2 separate regions of the Arachis hypogaea genome follow, and region 1 is linked to region 2. The links are chromatin contacts, called in public Hi-C maps. All regions are on one chromosome and are shown on one strand. The core of a region is the stretch at or near the end of the contact, and the rest is flanking DNA. Distances in the headings are between cores, read along the strand shown.

Evidence for each region. A called contact is a pair of places that touch in the nucleus more often than the background predicts.
Region 1: a Hi-C map of leaf shows a contact between it and region 2, with 3 times the contacts expected there. The contact joins the promoter of LOC112698176 here to the promoter of LOC112805571 in region 2. A contact is called at or near these places in 2 of 8 Hi-C or Micro-C datasets (both in leaf).

What each region holds. Positions count from the first base shown.
Region 1 is chr6:57,254,250-57,261,154 of arahy.Tifrunner.gnm2.J5K5, reverse strand. LOC112698176 (threonine dehydratase biosynthetic, chloroplastic-like) reads right to left here and starts at 2,404. Exons shown (of 6, transcript XM_072197018.1): 1 at 2,301-2,404; 2 at 1,723-1,793; 3 at 1,445-1,562; 4 at 1,021-1,155; 5 at 784-926. The coding sequence starts at 1,784. It overlaps LOC112696624 (E3 ubiquitin-protein ligase UPL7), which reads left to right. Exons shown (of 14, transcript XM_025749450.3): 14 at 1-49. LOC112696623 (a long non-coding RNA gene) reads right to left here and starts at 6,088. Exons shown (of 3, transcript XR_003150816.3): 1 at 5,837-6,088; 2 at 5,330-5,392; 3 at 4,475-4,834.
Region 2 is chr6:57,112,715-57,119,514 of arahy.Tifrunner.gnm2.J5K5, reverse strand. It overlaps LOC112805571 (protein FAR1-RELATED SEQUENCE 5-like), which reads right to left and starts at 2,590. Exons shown (of 4, transcript XM_025847937.1): 1 at 1,563-2,590; 2 at 529-1,480; 3 at 344-424; 4 at 1-68. The coding sequence starts at 2,590. LOC112696620 (a long non-coding RNA gene) reads right to left here. Exons shown (of 7, transcript XR_011862329.1): 7 at 6,756-6,800. LOC112696621 (a long non-coding RNA gene) reads left to right here and starts at 4,568. Exons shown (of 2, transcript XR_003150815.3): 1 at 4,568-4,817; 2 at 5,930-6,545.

The DNA of each region.
Region 1 (6,905 bases), core at 1,155-3,654, 140 kb before region 2:
ATGCAAATAGCGATCATTTTGCAATTAAAATATGTTATTTATTTGCTTTCGAGCTTTCGTTTACTATTTTATTCACTTTATCCCCAGATATAGGATTTATCTAACCTTTTAAGAAAGGTACTTTTTGCATTAAAAAAAATAAGTGATTTAGGTTTCAAAGTATTGAATACTGCACACCAGAAAGCTGAAAAGATCTATTCAAACCTTTTTTTTTTCTTGCTTTATTAACAGGGGTCCTATTACTACTGATTAATGAAACTAAGACCCTAACCATCATAATGGAACTTCCAGAAATAAATTTTAATTTTGGTTTAAATGATTAGTGTCCTACTGACTAGTAAATTTGAATTTGAAGTATATCAAGCATAATTATCTGAACTAAGTAAATCTAACTTTCTAAAACGAAATTATTTTCAATATTTATAAATTTTTAATGAACACTATCCACATATTCTTTACACAAGAGACTGTTCTATAACAAAGTTATAGTATAGCCAACAAAAATTATGCAAATTGCTGCATATTGGAAGACCATTCAGTTTTGAAATTATTTGGTGCTCTTTCAAGAACTAGCTAGGATTGCATTCATTTCACTCGTAATATGGCATTTCAGTTTTTTTTTTTTTTTTTTGTCAGTGTCACTTTGCAAGTATAATGAACGCAAACCTAGAAGCTACATTAGGATTTAGGAGCACTGAATAGTTTCCTGTGAATCCTATATTTGAAACCAACAGTTGAACAAACTTGATAGTATTATCTTGCACGAATCATAAAAACCCTAACCATGAACGCATTAGGAGATGGTAAAAGTCATCATTGTTCACCAGCGTATACTCATATCCAAGTCTGTTAGCACGATCATGGAATTCATCCATCTCAACTCTTGGTACTTGTATTCCTACCAACACATTTGCTCCAGTTTCACCCTGTTCAAGAACCATAAATATTGCAATCGTATATACATAATATTTGATCAAAAAGAAAGAAATTAGCTTGCGTTAGGAAACTACAAATTCTCACCTGCCCACGATAATGGAACAAGCTAATATTCCATCGTGGACCTAATGAATCCAAGAACTTCATTAGAGCACCAGGTCTTTCCGGAAAGATGAAACGACAAAGAACCTCATTTTGAACGTTTGAACGGCCTCCCATCTAGTCATGAGTTCAAAAGCAAAGTAAACATGGCATGATAGCAAACAATCGTCAATAGCAATAAAAGGTTATCGCAAGAAAATAAAGTAATTCACATTGAGCAGCTATTAGGCATTTGATCAAACTTAATTTTCTCCATGCTAACTGCTTGATTTGACCTTGAGTACTAAGAAAAAGCAGCTTAGGATTTATTGAAACGAATTAGCTTAGATATTGTATTTCAATCTTGCACAGTGTGGCAGACATGACAAACTATCCTAAAAGATCATTTTGTCCCAAACACAATTACCAGGTAATGAAGGTGATCTTTCATCAAGTCAGTTTCTATGACATTGTAAGTTTTAAGCTGACAAGACTCCATTCTCTCTTTCATTGCTTTTAGTTCTGAGACCGTGTGAACCCCAACGCTGCACACAAAGTCAGAAAAAGAACTGTCATGGATCTCTTTGGAAAAATACATGTCAAAATGTATCTACCACAGAAAATATATAATTGAAAACCAGAAAACAATGAAAATGAAAGAAACCACAAAGAAAAAGGATCAGCTTTTCATGCAACTCTCCTTACCTGTAAAGGACAACGGCCTTCTCATTGGAATTAAATCTATACTTGAATTCTGTGATGTTCATCTGCCCTACCTGCCAAACCAGAAGATAATCAGTTCAAATATGAAGGATATTATTCAGGGGAAAAAAATGGAAAGAAAAAATGATTGGTAAAGCAGCATAGACATACCAATTGACAAAACTGTTTAAAACTACCAGGATCCTCTGGCATAATGGTTGCCAGAACAGCCTCTCATTTGTGATTATATATATACCCAATGGCCGAAGCCATTAAGGAAGCCAAACAAAAGAAAAGAAATGAAAACTTAGCTTATATGTATATATATATATAAATATGACCGTGGATCAGATGGAATCATGACACCTCAATTATCAAACTAACTCTCCTCCTTTGATCAAAATCATTCATCAAGGCCGAATCATTAGGAAAGGAAAAGAAAGAAATGAAAAACGTGGCTAACGGATATATATATAACAGTGACACATATTTACAATTTTCCTTAATCAACATCATCATCTTTCATTTTTCCTAATGAATCACCGAACCAAAATCAAGGAAATAAGGGAAGAGAAGTGTACCGAGTGAGGGAGGGAAACCGCGACTCCCTTTCATCTTCCGACTTTAACTTTTTTGCAATCCATAACTCCAATAAAAAATCTAACTCAATTAAAATGTTTGTATCTTCCTCCTTTATGTGTTGGTATTACTTTTATTCGGTAAAAGTTGATGATAACATAGCTCTTCTTTTCTTTGAAAGTTCGGCCCTTTGGTGTTCTTGGCAAAGAAATCGATTTCTGACATTTTCTTCTTCGACAGTTCGGTCAAAAAATTTTTATAAAATTCCGAGTATTTTTATTTCTTACGGAGGTGGAGTTTACATAAATTCTCACTAATTAAATTTGTGTTGGATAAGTAAGTGGCTGTTGTGATTGATTATTGATGGAGTTTGGTTGATTTTATATTAAATTTTGTTGATATATTGCTATATGTGATTAAACTTGTGATTCAATCATGTTTGTGCTACCCAAACCGTGATAATAAGGTTGATTTGGGACTGTCATTGTGTTAGTTTTTGAATAAAATGGGTGAGGTTTAATGGTCGGTCGAGGAACTAAATTTAAATGCGGTGAAAAATCGGCAACCGAAAAGCTCGAAAATAGATTTAAAATCAAGTATATATTTTGAAATATCACAATAAAAGATTTTCGTTTTGAAAGTGTTTGTCACCAACACAAATATTATTTTTGAATATGGAAATGTAGTTTGATAAAAGATCGGGGTTAAAAGATAATAATTATATAAGTTTTGGGGGTATTTTGAGTAAAAAGTAAAAATTTCGGAGTAATCCGAATATTATTTAAAAAATCAAGATTATTTCTAAAAATATAAAATTAAATTAGTAATTTTACTATATATGAAATTAAAATTAGTAATTTTATAAAATATTGGGGTAAAAGGTAAAATGTTTAAAAGCTTGAAATTAGAGTATAATTCCTAAAAGTTTAAAGAATAGAACCTTAATAAGTAGGTTTCGATATAAAAATAATAATGTTAATATTCTTTTATTATTAATACTAGCATTACTTGTGTCAATATAATATATTAATATTTTATTTAAAAGATAATTTATATAGTGAAATGATAAGAAAGAAAAGAAGAAAAAAAAAGAAAAGAAAAAAAATCAAAGAAATCTCTACCACAGTAGAATAGAGAGCAAAGAATAAAAGACTTTAAAAAACCTCTTCCATAAGAGAGCAGAAAATATAAAGGAAATGAATGTATAATTAAAGGAATCTCTGCCACAGGAGGGCAGAGAACAAAGATTAAAAGAATTTAACGAATCTCTGCCACAAGAGAGTAGAGAACAGAAAAGAAAAGAATGTACTAACTAATGGGATCTCTGCCATAGGAGAGCAGAGGATAAAGATAAAGAAAAAGCTTTAAAAAACTGCCTGCCACAGGTACGACCTTGCTTGGGCCTTAGTGCCAAATGTATAGTGGAGACGTCCACACACTGACGTCCACACACTGAGAACTGTTTTTCAGATGTAAGCATATTGAAATACATTTAAAAGTCACATTGTATGTGGTCTGGCCGTAAGACTTATATGCACACTGTATGCATCTGAAAAGCCATATCTGGGACTTGTGCCCTATAACACCTCGATTCTCTACAGAGTTATTCTCAGAAATCCTGTGATGAGAAATTCGATAAATATTTGAGAATCACCACATCATAAAATAATAAGGCTAATTTATACTTGATAAGTGAAAATAATAGATATACCGTGAGAGAAAAAAACGTGTCCTAAGCCAAAAACCTATCGATAACGATGAATTTGACCATCGAGTTAAATTCATCTATGGAATCCTTACTACTAGCTTTTCTTGATTGAATTAGCTTAGTAGAATGTTCTATGCTTGATCTAAAGTTGAGATACTCTCAGCGGCTAATATCTCAATTGCGGGTTATTTAAACTAATACGATTTGAAAACGGTAATCTTACGGTTTAGTTATTAAACCGTTTTCTTTCCTCTATTTAGCAATTTGGCCAAACCTTCAAGAAAGCTATTTTCAATCTAAATTCGTAAAGTCAATAGAAATATTATCTAAAAGAAAAATAAAGAATCGAAACACTTAAGCTTAATTAAAATCTAACCGAACTTAAACCGAACCACTAATCCACTAAGAACCATAATTAATCAAACCACTTTCTTTTTCTCTTTTTTCATGACCGAACCATGATCAAGATTGAGAGGAGGAAGAACTAATCATGATTAGCTCACAAACTATATTCTCTTCCTTTGTCATAACAAAAGTCATTTAATCATAGTTACACCCAAGGTTTTGAAAACCGAATCAGTCATCAAACTATTCTAGTAACTGGTTTATTGGTCTAATCGGTCTAACCGGTGGTTCAACCGAAAAAACCGTTTTAGAATAATAAAATAAATAAATTATAAACAATAGATAAAATATCTGTTCCTATACTTTGCATTGTTCTGTTCTTGTATGACATGTGCCTTTTTCTTGGCATGTGGATCATTGCCACTGTGTGTGAGATGATTGTTGTCATCAGAATTGTTTTGAAAATACTTCATCGCTCAATACCTACATACATACATAATGAATTGAATCAATAATATGCATGATGGGTATACATGAATTAATTTATAAAAAGTTAAAACATGACCATATCTAAAATCTGCCTACAGCATTCAGTAACAAACAAACCAAAAGTCCAAAACAGAGTAACAAAAAAAGCTTCACCCAAAACATTTCAGCAAAACCAGCATTCAGCATTCCAAAAACCAGCAACTACAAAACACTAAAATCTGCCTACAGCATTAAGCATTTAGCATATTATGAAACATTCCAAAACACTAAAATGTTCTATACAGTAAAAAACCAAATAAGACACACTAACAAGCTCTTCTCTTTTCCGCCACACAAAAACAAAAAAGAATGCTCAAATGACTTAAATTTGCGTTATTCTATTACAGTAATTGCAGTTATGCATTTTCTCATAATCATTTCCACAAATTCGTATTGTATCCGCATGCAAAAAATTAACATCACAATCACATGGAAACATAAACCACTTACCTCTATCATCGGAATTTAAATCCCCAGTAGCATTTCCATTGTTCGCATACTCTTCTTGTGCCACTGTTTATATATAGGGGTAGAAAAATGGCAAAATTAAATAAATAATGAATAAATAGCAAAATCGCATCAAACCGAAAAATAAATGAATAAATACCTGAAAAAAAAAAAGAACAAAAAAATTTGGAGCCATCAACAACTAGTAAACCAGAGTAACAAACTAACAGAGCCATCAGTAAACTAACAGAGCAATCGAGCCATTGAGCAAATAGAAAACAGTCACACTAAAATAGAGTAACAAACTAACAGAGGAAACGAGCCATCAGTAAAGAAGAAGAAGACCGAAGAAGAAGACCAAAAATTGAAAACAGTCACACTAAAAATGGAACAAAAATGGAACAAGAAGACCGAAGAAGAAGACCAAAGAACAACAATTTCAGAACTTCAAAGTTCAAACCAAGAAGAAGACCGAACAATCAGTTAAGATGAAGATGAGAAGTCACTAACCTGGGCTCCGTGCCGGAAAGCATGCGAAGATGAAGACGACGTGCCGCGCTACTAGGTTTCGGACACGGGGGAGAGGAAGAAGCAGCGGCGCTGACGACCTGGGGACGGTGGTGGCGCTGTGGACCTGGGAACGGCGGCGGCGATGAAGGGCTAGAGTTTCCCTTGGCTTGAGAGTTCTCCAGGATTAGGACGATTCACGAATGATTGGGGAAGAAGGGGGTTGGCTCACGAAGACTTGGGCTTGCTCCAGTTTCTTTTTAAATAACAAACGATGTCATTTTATTCGAACCGGTCGGTTACCGGTCCGGTCCAACCGACCGGTTTTTGGCCGGTTCGACAATTTACAAACGGTTTTTTTCAGCGGTTATTAATAGCGGACTGAACCGTTTTTAGTGCCGGTCCCCGGTTGAATCGGTTTGACCAGCTCTTCCGGTTCGATTTTCAAAACCTTGGTTACACCCCATGGTTAAGCCATTAGTGGAGCCTTGCAATTAATGAGAAGTTAGGTGTTGATTCCTCCTCATTGTTGATTGCAATGTATCCCTCCCACATCTGTCTTCTAATCTTCCTATAAATAACCATATGCTCCTCAAAATTTGTTGAAACTAGAGCACAAATCAAAGAGAGAAAAGAAAGAGAGAGCTGAACCGAGAAAAGAAAAGGGAATAAGTGCGAGTGAGATAGGAAGCTAATTAAAGTTTGAAGGGGGAGGAACCAGCAGCCTCACCATCTTCACCAAGCTCTTTTCTTCAAAATTTTGCAATGAAATTCACACCAACCCTCCTCTAAGAACTCCTTTCAAATCGGCCAAAGTTAATTAAAGTAAAGCTAGAATCGATTTTTTGAGCAAGGATAAACTCTATCGAGGTAGGGGTTAGGTTAGTGTAATTCTATGTTTGTGTTTATGTGAATGATGATTATTGATGATGTTATGAGTGATTACTTCTAGTTATAATGTTAAATTATGCATGATAAAGATAATAAGATGATTAAGAAGTGATGAGAAGCTTAGGAAACCGAAAAGGTTAGTTAGAACCTAAGCCAAATTCTTTCGATATGGTTACTGAAA
Region 2 (6,800 bases), core at 1,341-3,840:
TCAATGACATCATTATCGCATTCATAGTTCGTGAATGAATGTATCTTGTCCTGCTGTGACTCCTTCACCTGCTGATAACATCATAATCCCCAATCAGAAACTATAATAATGCATAAAACCATAATGGTCATTGATCGCAAAGTGGTTAAGAGGAGTTTTACGCATCACACCTGTGTTAACGAGTCGAGATTTTCATTGAAAACACCATTCGTGTCAATGGATTCGCTGCTTTCATGGAGGCTCCGATGTTTTATAAATTTTTTTAAGACAAGAAGAAGGAGATCTTCATTAATTTACCCAGTTCATGACACGGAAATTAGATGTTTATATTCAAAAAAATTACCTCGACAAAAGTGTTGTCTTTACCCTTCCGGTTCCTCATACCCGTCGCCGTAAACTTCCTTGTTCCACCCTTTTTAAAACGCTGCCCAAACAGAGGAGCATTCACATAGTTTAATGGTTTTTAAAGGGACATACACCGAACAAGATTTTCACAGCAGGAGTCTATTTAGAATAAACAAATCGTACCTTGGTATTAGGTCCTGAGTGGTGTTCGGACTTAATTGAGAACGACCTCGAAGAATTAGCAAACCTTTCTGGACTAAAACCTGAGTCCTTGGCTGATGCATTGCCGTATGATCGATCGCGATGGTTACCTTCCACACTATGCTGCATCAAATCTGGACAGCGCTTGTAGTAATGACCGTACTTGTGGCAATTAGAGCATGATCTCTTCTTCCTCCAAGAAGACCTCTTGGAAGGGGCTCCTTTGCTTTTGACAACAAAGGGATCGTTGATGCCTTCCACGTTAACATTAGGAGTTGACTTGCCTTGTTTGCGTGACTGCAGGCGGATAACTAAATTGACAAGTTCAGACTGGACTTCATCAAAGTCTGCAAGATCCTTGCAAGCAATATCACACAGCTTGTTGCAATTCAATGCCAATGCTCCAACTCGAAACTTTAAGACCCTTTTGATGACATCATTCACAGGCATTTCTGTGCTAATAAATTCGTTCTTTGCATTTTTTGTCCACCTTTTGTATATCAACGAATCTGGAAACTCAAGTATGTTTTCGAACTTCATGGCACAGAAGATATGACTACAGGGAATACCACGTGATTCAAACAGCTTGCACGAGCACGAGAACAGATTCTTACCTCTATCGACTTCCACCCGTCGATCTTTGGCCAGGTCTCCGAGAGCAGTCACACTAAACTCTACCTTGTCCAAAGTTGTGCTTAGTACCGTTATATTCAAAGCCCCTGCCCTCTGAATCTCATTACGAATTTCCTTGAAAATGTTTCGCGTGAAATAACATGATGCAGATCTTTCATATACCTCCAACGAGGTAATCATCACTGGCTCTGAGCACTGAGACTTAAAGTCAGCTATTAACTCGTTGTTTCTATACTCCTTTAAGGCCCTATCCAGGTTATGCATGAAGTCAATGAGGGTGTTCTTGCGATTAACATAAAATCTGATGAGAGAATTTATACCTTATGTAACCGAAAAACTTATCCCGGAGGAAACAATGGGACCACATCTCACGAGTTTCGTACGTCTTTTCCATCCAAGTACTTCCAACAAGGTTGTGCTTATCCAAAATGGCTGCCCATGTCTGATCAAAGTCTCTCTGGTCGTTGTTATCGTATATAAGACACTTAAAATCGCGCATGAAATTAGGATTCTTTATATTTTCACATGCATTTCTCTGTAGATGCCATCCGCATAACCGATGGGTCGCATCAGGCAGAACATTCTTGATTGCATCTCGCATGGCAAGGTCTCCGTCAGTTATTATTGCTTTTGGACTTTTCCCACCCATCGCTTCAACAAAGGTTTCCAACAACCACTTATACGTCTCTGTGGTTTCGTCGGATAGTAGGCCGAAGCCGAAGATAACAGTCTGCCCGTGATGATTGCATCCAGAGAAAATGACCAAAGGCTTGTTGTATTTATTCTTCTTGTAGGTTGAATCAAAGGCAACAATATCTCCAAAGCAGTGATAGTCGATAATTGACTGCCCATCTGCCCAGAAAATATGCTCCAGCCTTTCGTCACTAGTGAACGTATACTTTCCAAAGAACAGCGGATCGTTGTTTGACTTGCCAATCAAATAGTTTATTGCCGCATTGGCATCCCCGTTTTTAACTTTTGCCCGATGATAGCGATCGATGTGGTTATACAAATCTTTCCGTGTGAAGCCAGCATGACGATATCCACTCTTCTGGAATGCAATATACCCCATAATATGGCAGCTCTTGACACCAAAATTATGAAGATTTTCCACTTGAACTCTATCAGTGAAAGTTATACAACGATTGGCCGGTACCAGATGCGCAAATTGGGGTGGCGTCAGATCGTGGTTGTGAGATTCCACAAAACATGATACCTTCCATCTACCGCAGCCGTAGTCAAGCTTTACCCTAAGCCGAGCTGGACACTTGGTTCGCGTTAGTGACCTTGCCTCCCTTGATCTATCATCCATATCAAGATACCTCATATTTCTCCAGCCCTCTTTGTTGCAAACAAGTTGCCTGCTAATGATTCTACCTTGATTATCCCTAACCACGTCGTCCTTCCTCATTACAAATCCATGCCAACAAGAATAAGCGTTATAAAATTGGCAAGCCATCCTCCGTCCTAAACTCCAGGTTCCAAATATCCTCCACCATTAAATCCGCTATTCTTTTTACACCACAAACTTGTTCACTCTTGCTAGTGGAATCCAGCGAATCCACATCGTCGTCATCAGCATCATCTTCTGCATTCGGTTGATAATCGAAATCATCACCCAAATCATTATCAGAATCATTCTTAACATCATCCTCCTTTATGGACATAATTTAACCCCTGTCATAATTTTACCAAAAAATGTCAATAAACAGAGCCAATGGCAGCAACTACGGGAAGCTAAACTAAGCTGCATGTAAAATTAAATGAACCAAAACCAATTAAACTAACACAATTGTTTTCGACCCCAGTATTAGGTTTTAATTTGAATTCCCCAAAGCTAGCCACAGCATAGAACTAGATAATGTAACTTAATTTCCAAATTCAAGGATAGCAACCCAACACCCTAAACAGAGAACCGTTAAAAAGGCATAGACTATCATCCAAATTGAACTAATCTGGACATACCTTGCTGACAAGCAGAGGTTGAGCTTCAACGGATAAAAAATGCACTGTCGGAGTCGGAGGGAGGTCACCTTTACCTAATCCGACGCACCTAATTCGAAGGCAGCCGAAAATTGATTGTTGGTAAACTAGCTTCCAGCAGCCACAGCTTCGGATCTAGCAGAAGTTCTGCTACAAATTTCTCTACCGGAGCCACATCAGTTTAGCGTTCGCCCTCTCCTCAGTTGACGTCGACGCCAATCCGACGAAAGCAGAGTACCAGTTCCGGAACCTGTTACTCGAAGGATATCATTCTTGCTAAATGGACGCTGGGTATAGAACGAAGGTGAAAAAATCAAACAGGGTTCGGTAGTGGGTTCTAGGATAACAAATTTCAGGGTTGGGTAGCGGGTATAGAACGAAGGCGAAAAAACCACCGGGTAGTGGGTTCTATGTGTTTTCCAGGAAGTGAAACATGAATTAAAGGCTTGTGAGACATGCATGTTGAATTTCAGAAAGTGATGGAGGGTATTTTATAAAATGAAAAACAAGTTAGAGATTATAAATTATAATTATAAATGTTCCCCAATACACTATATAGTATATGTATACAATAATTAATGTAGTATTTATTATAGTATATGTTCATTAAAGGCTTTTGCTATTATCAATGAATGTATTAATGCAAGGTTGAAAATTTTATTTGATCAATGGCTGAGATGATGACACATGTACAAGGGTAACTTACCCACAAAATTGCCATGGGTTTGGAAGAAATCACCAATAATGTTTAGTTTTATCATGTTAAAATTTCTTTTAACAATTATAACATAAGAATTTAGCTACCCTGTTTATGTACATGATAACTTTATTATTATTAAAAAATTTTAAATATTCCTATTTAATTTTTTTATATTTTTAATAAAATTTTTTAATTTTATAATATTAATATGTATCTTAAAAATACAAAATAAATAAATTCATAACATAAATGATCCTTTTTAATTAAATAAACCCTGTTAGCTTTAAAAATAATTTTTGCTCTATCTTATTAATTCCACAAGGAAATATCGAATTCTTAAAAAGAAGATATACGTGATAAAATTTATATTAAGAATGGTCAACGCCCACTATATCAAGTATAATTATGTGATAAAAAATTAGATGTTTATTATGATAGGATAATAAATTTATACGTACTGATATGATAAAATTGTGATAAAATTGTAGACAAATAATAAAATATGATATAAATTATATTATCTCCATTAGTAATTAATTTTTTTTAAAAAATATATATCATATCAATATTTTTACTAAAATATTTTTATAATTTAATAAAAATAAAAAATATATTTTTATTTAATTTTATAAAAAAAACTTAAATATTTTTTTTATATTGGACAAAAACTATCCATTTAAATTTAAAACATCTAATTAATTATTTATGTACACTTAAACATGTTTATGGTTTTCCATAAACCCTAATTTCTTATGATCATTCATACAAAAGGAAAAAAAAAAACACATCTAAAAGAACAAAAAATATTGAAAAGAATGGTTCTAGTATCCTTCATCTTTCCTGAATTTTCTCACATCTCTCTCAAAGAACGTTTCTCTCTCTCAATTGTCAGACTGAAACTCTCTCTTCTTTGTGAATTGGTTTCGCTGTCGCCGACTCGCCGTCACAAGTGCGGGTAACCGGTTTTCCTTCTTGCTTCTGGGTCAGTGGATAAGGATCTGATAGCCGAGCTTGCCTTGCTCTGTGTCGCCAAGATCACTTGTCTTTTCTCTGTTTACTTTGATGGGTTGCTTTCTTTCTGAATTGATTTTGGTGGTTCATGGATTTTGACCTATTTCTTGTTCTGTAAAAAGGGGTTTTTGCTTTTGGGTCGGTTGAGTGTGCGTGTGGTGTTTTGCTCTGTTTTATCTTTGTCTGAAGGTGAATCTTGAGTGCTGCTATTCTTCTATTGCTTCTATGTACTCTTTTTCTCTTCATGTTATTTGGTGTAATACTTTGGATGACTCTTTGGGTTGTTTTGTTGTTTTTAAAGTTTTAGTTTTTATTGGAATTTATATGCCAATTAGAGTAATGACAGATCAGACTTCAAAAACTAGCAATGACATTTCAAAGTTCAAATGTACAGTGTTTTTGGTTAAAAAATGATTTTAAAACTGAATTTTTGGTTTAAAATAGGGCTTATTTGAGTATAAGAGAAAATGGAGAAGCAGGACACTTGCTCATACTCATCAGCATGAAGATGGGTTTGAGGTTGTTGTTGTTGGTCAAAGCTGATGTAAGAATCCATTAATGCTGGAAGAGATGAAGAGCCTGTGTCATCATAGCAGCTTCCCATGCTATTAGGTTTGCCACCAACTTCTCTGTCCTTGTAGAACACCCTACACAACACCCAATCTTTCTGTATGGACAGAAAAAAGAGTTAATTAGATGCTATCATAGTTCATTTGAACTGCCATATCCATAATGTTTGGCCAATTAGAATAAGAAGAAAGAAAATATCATGCTGACAATACATATACTTGGTTTTAAACAAGTAATAATCAATCCCACTTAGCTTGCATAAAAATGAGATGTCTAACATATTAGTTGGTGGAAGGTTTGTTGAAGTGGCAAAACAGCACCAAAAATCATTTTAAAGCAAAGGTTGTTTTTGTTATTTTACGTGGTGTTTTTGTCGAAAACTGCAGTTTCATTGATCTATTATCATGGATGACTGTTGTTTTGTGGATAATGGTGCTTGTTCATGCTGTAAACTGATAAGTGCTAACACATTCAAATTCTTTGCAGGTTAAACTTCTCTTGGGAATGCTTGTCACAAAGTGTGGACTGGGGCTGTTAAAGATGTGAAGAGGAAAGACATCAGACTCCGGATAGGCTTACACGAGGAAAGAATATGCTAGCAAGAAATCCAGGGGAGATTTGAGGAGGAAAGACGAGCTCGAACCATACGCATACTGGCCACTTGATAGAAAAATGATGAGTCGCCGACCACAGCAGCGTGCTGCAGCGAGAAAGGGTATGTCAAGTGTTGTAAAGATGACCAAAAAGTATGAAGGTAAGAGCGCTTCTGGTGTATTGTCCATAAAGAGCTTGAAGCTAAAGAAGAAAGGCAGCAAAAAGAAAATGTGAATAGGGTCAATGTATATTGGTATATCATTGATGAGGTAGATAACCATTCGGCAGTTTTCTTTATTTATGAAATCGATTTTAGTGTTCTCTTTTGTTTTGTCCGCCGCCAAATGTGTACATCACAAAAATTGATTCTACAGTAGGTCAGAGCCAGTTTGAGTAGGCTTCTTGTGTTTGTTCTCCAGCAAATGGAAAAAATTTCGTATGTATATTTACTCCTGCTCGATTTTGTTTTGCATTTACTGCAATTCGAAGAAAAAGTACCTTTGCATCAGGATGGATTGCTTTTGGTTAATTACTCATTAAACATGAGCAATATCTCAAGGTTTTTCTGATTCTGATGAGCAATTGTCAAGTTTTGAAACTGACCTTTAATAGAAAAGCGGGAAATAAATCTCAATTTGATGCTGTTAAGAAGAAACCAAAGATATTGTATGATGGAAGATAATATTTAACATCAATTGGAATAAGAATTGAGATCTACTTTCAAGAAAATGTTATTTGTCTTTGATATTTAGAGCACAAGAAA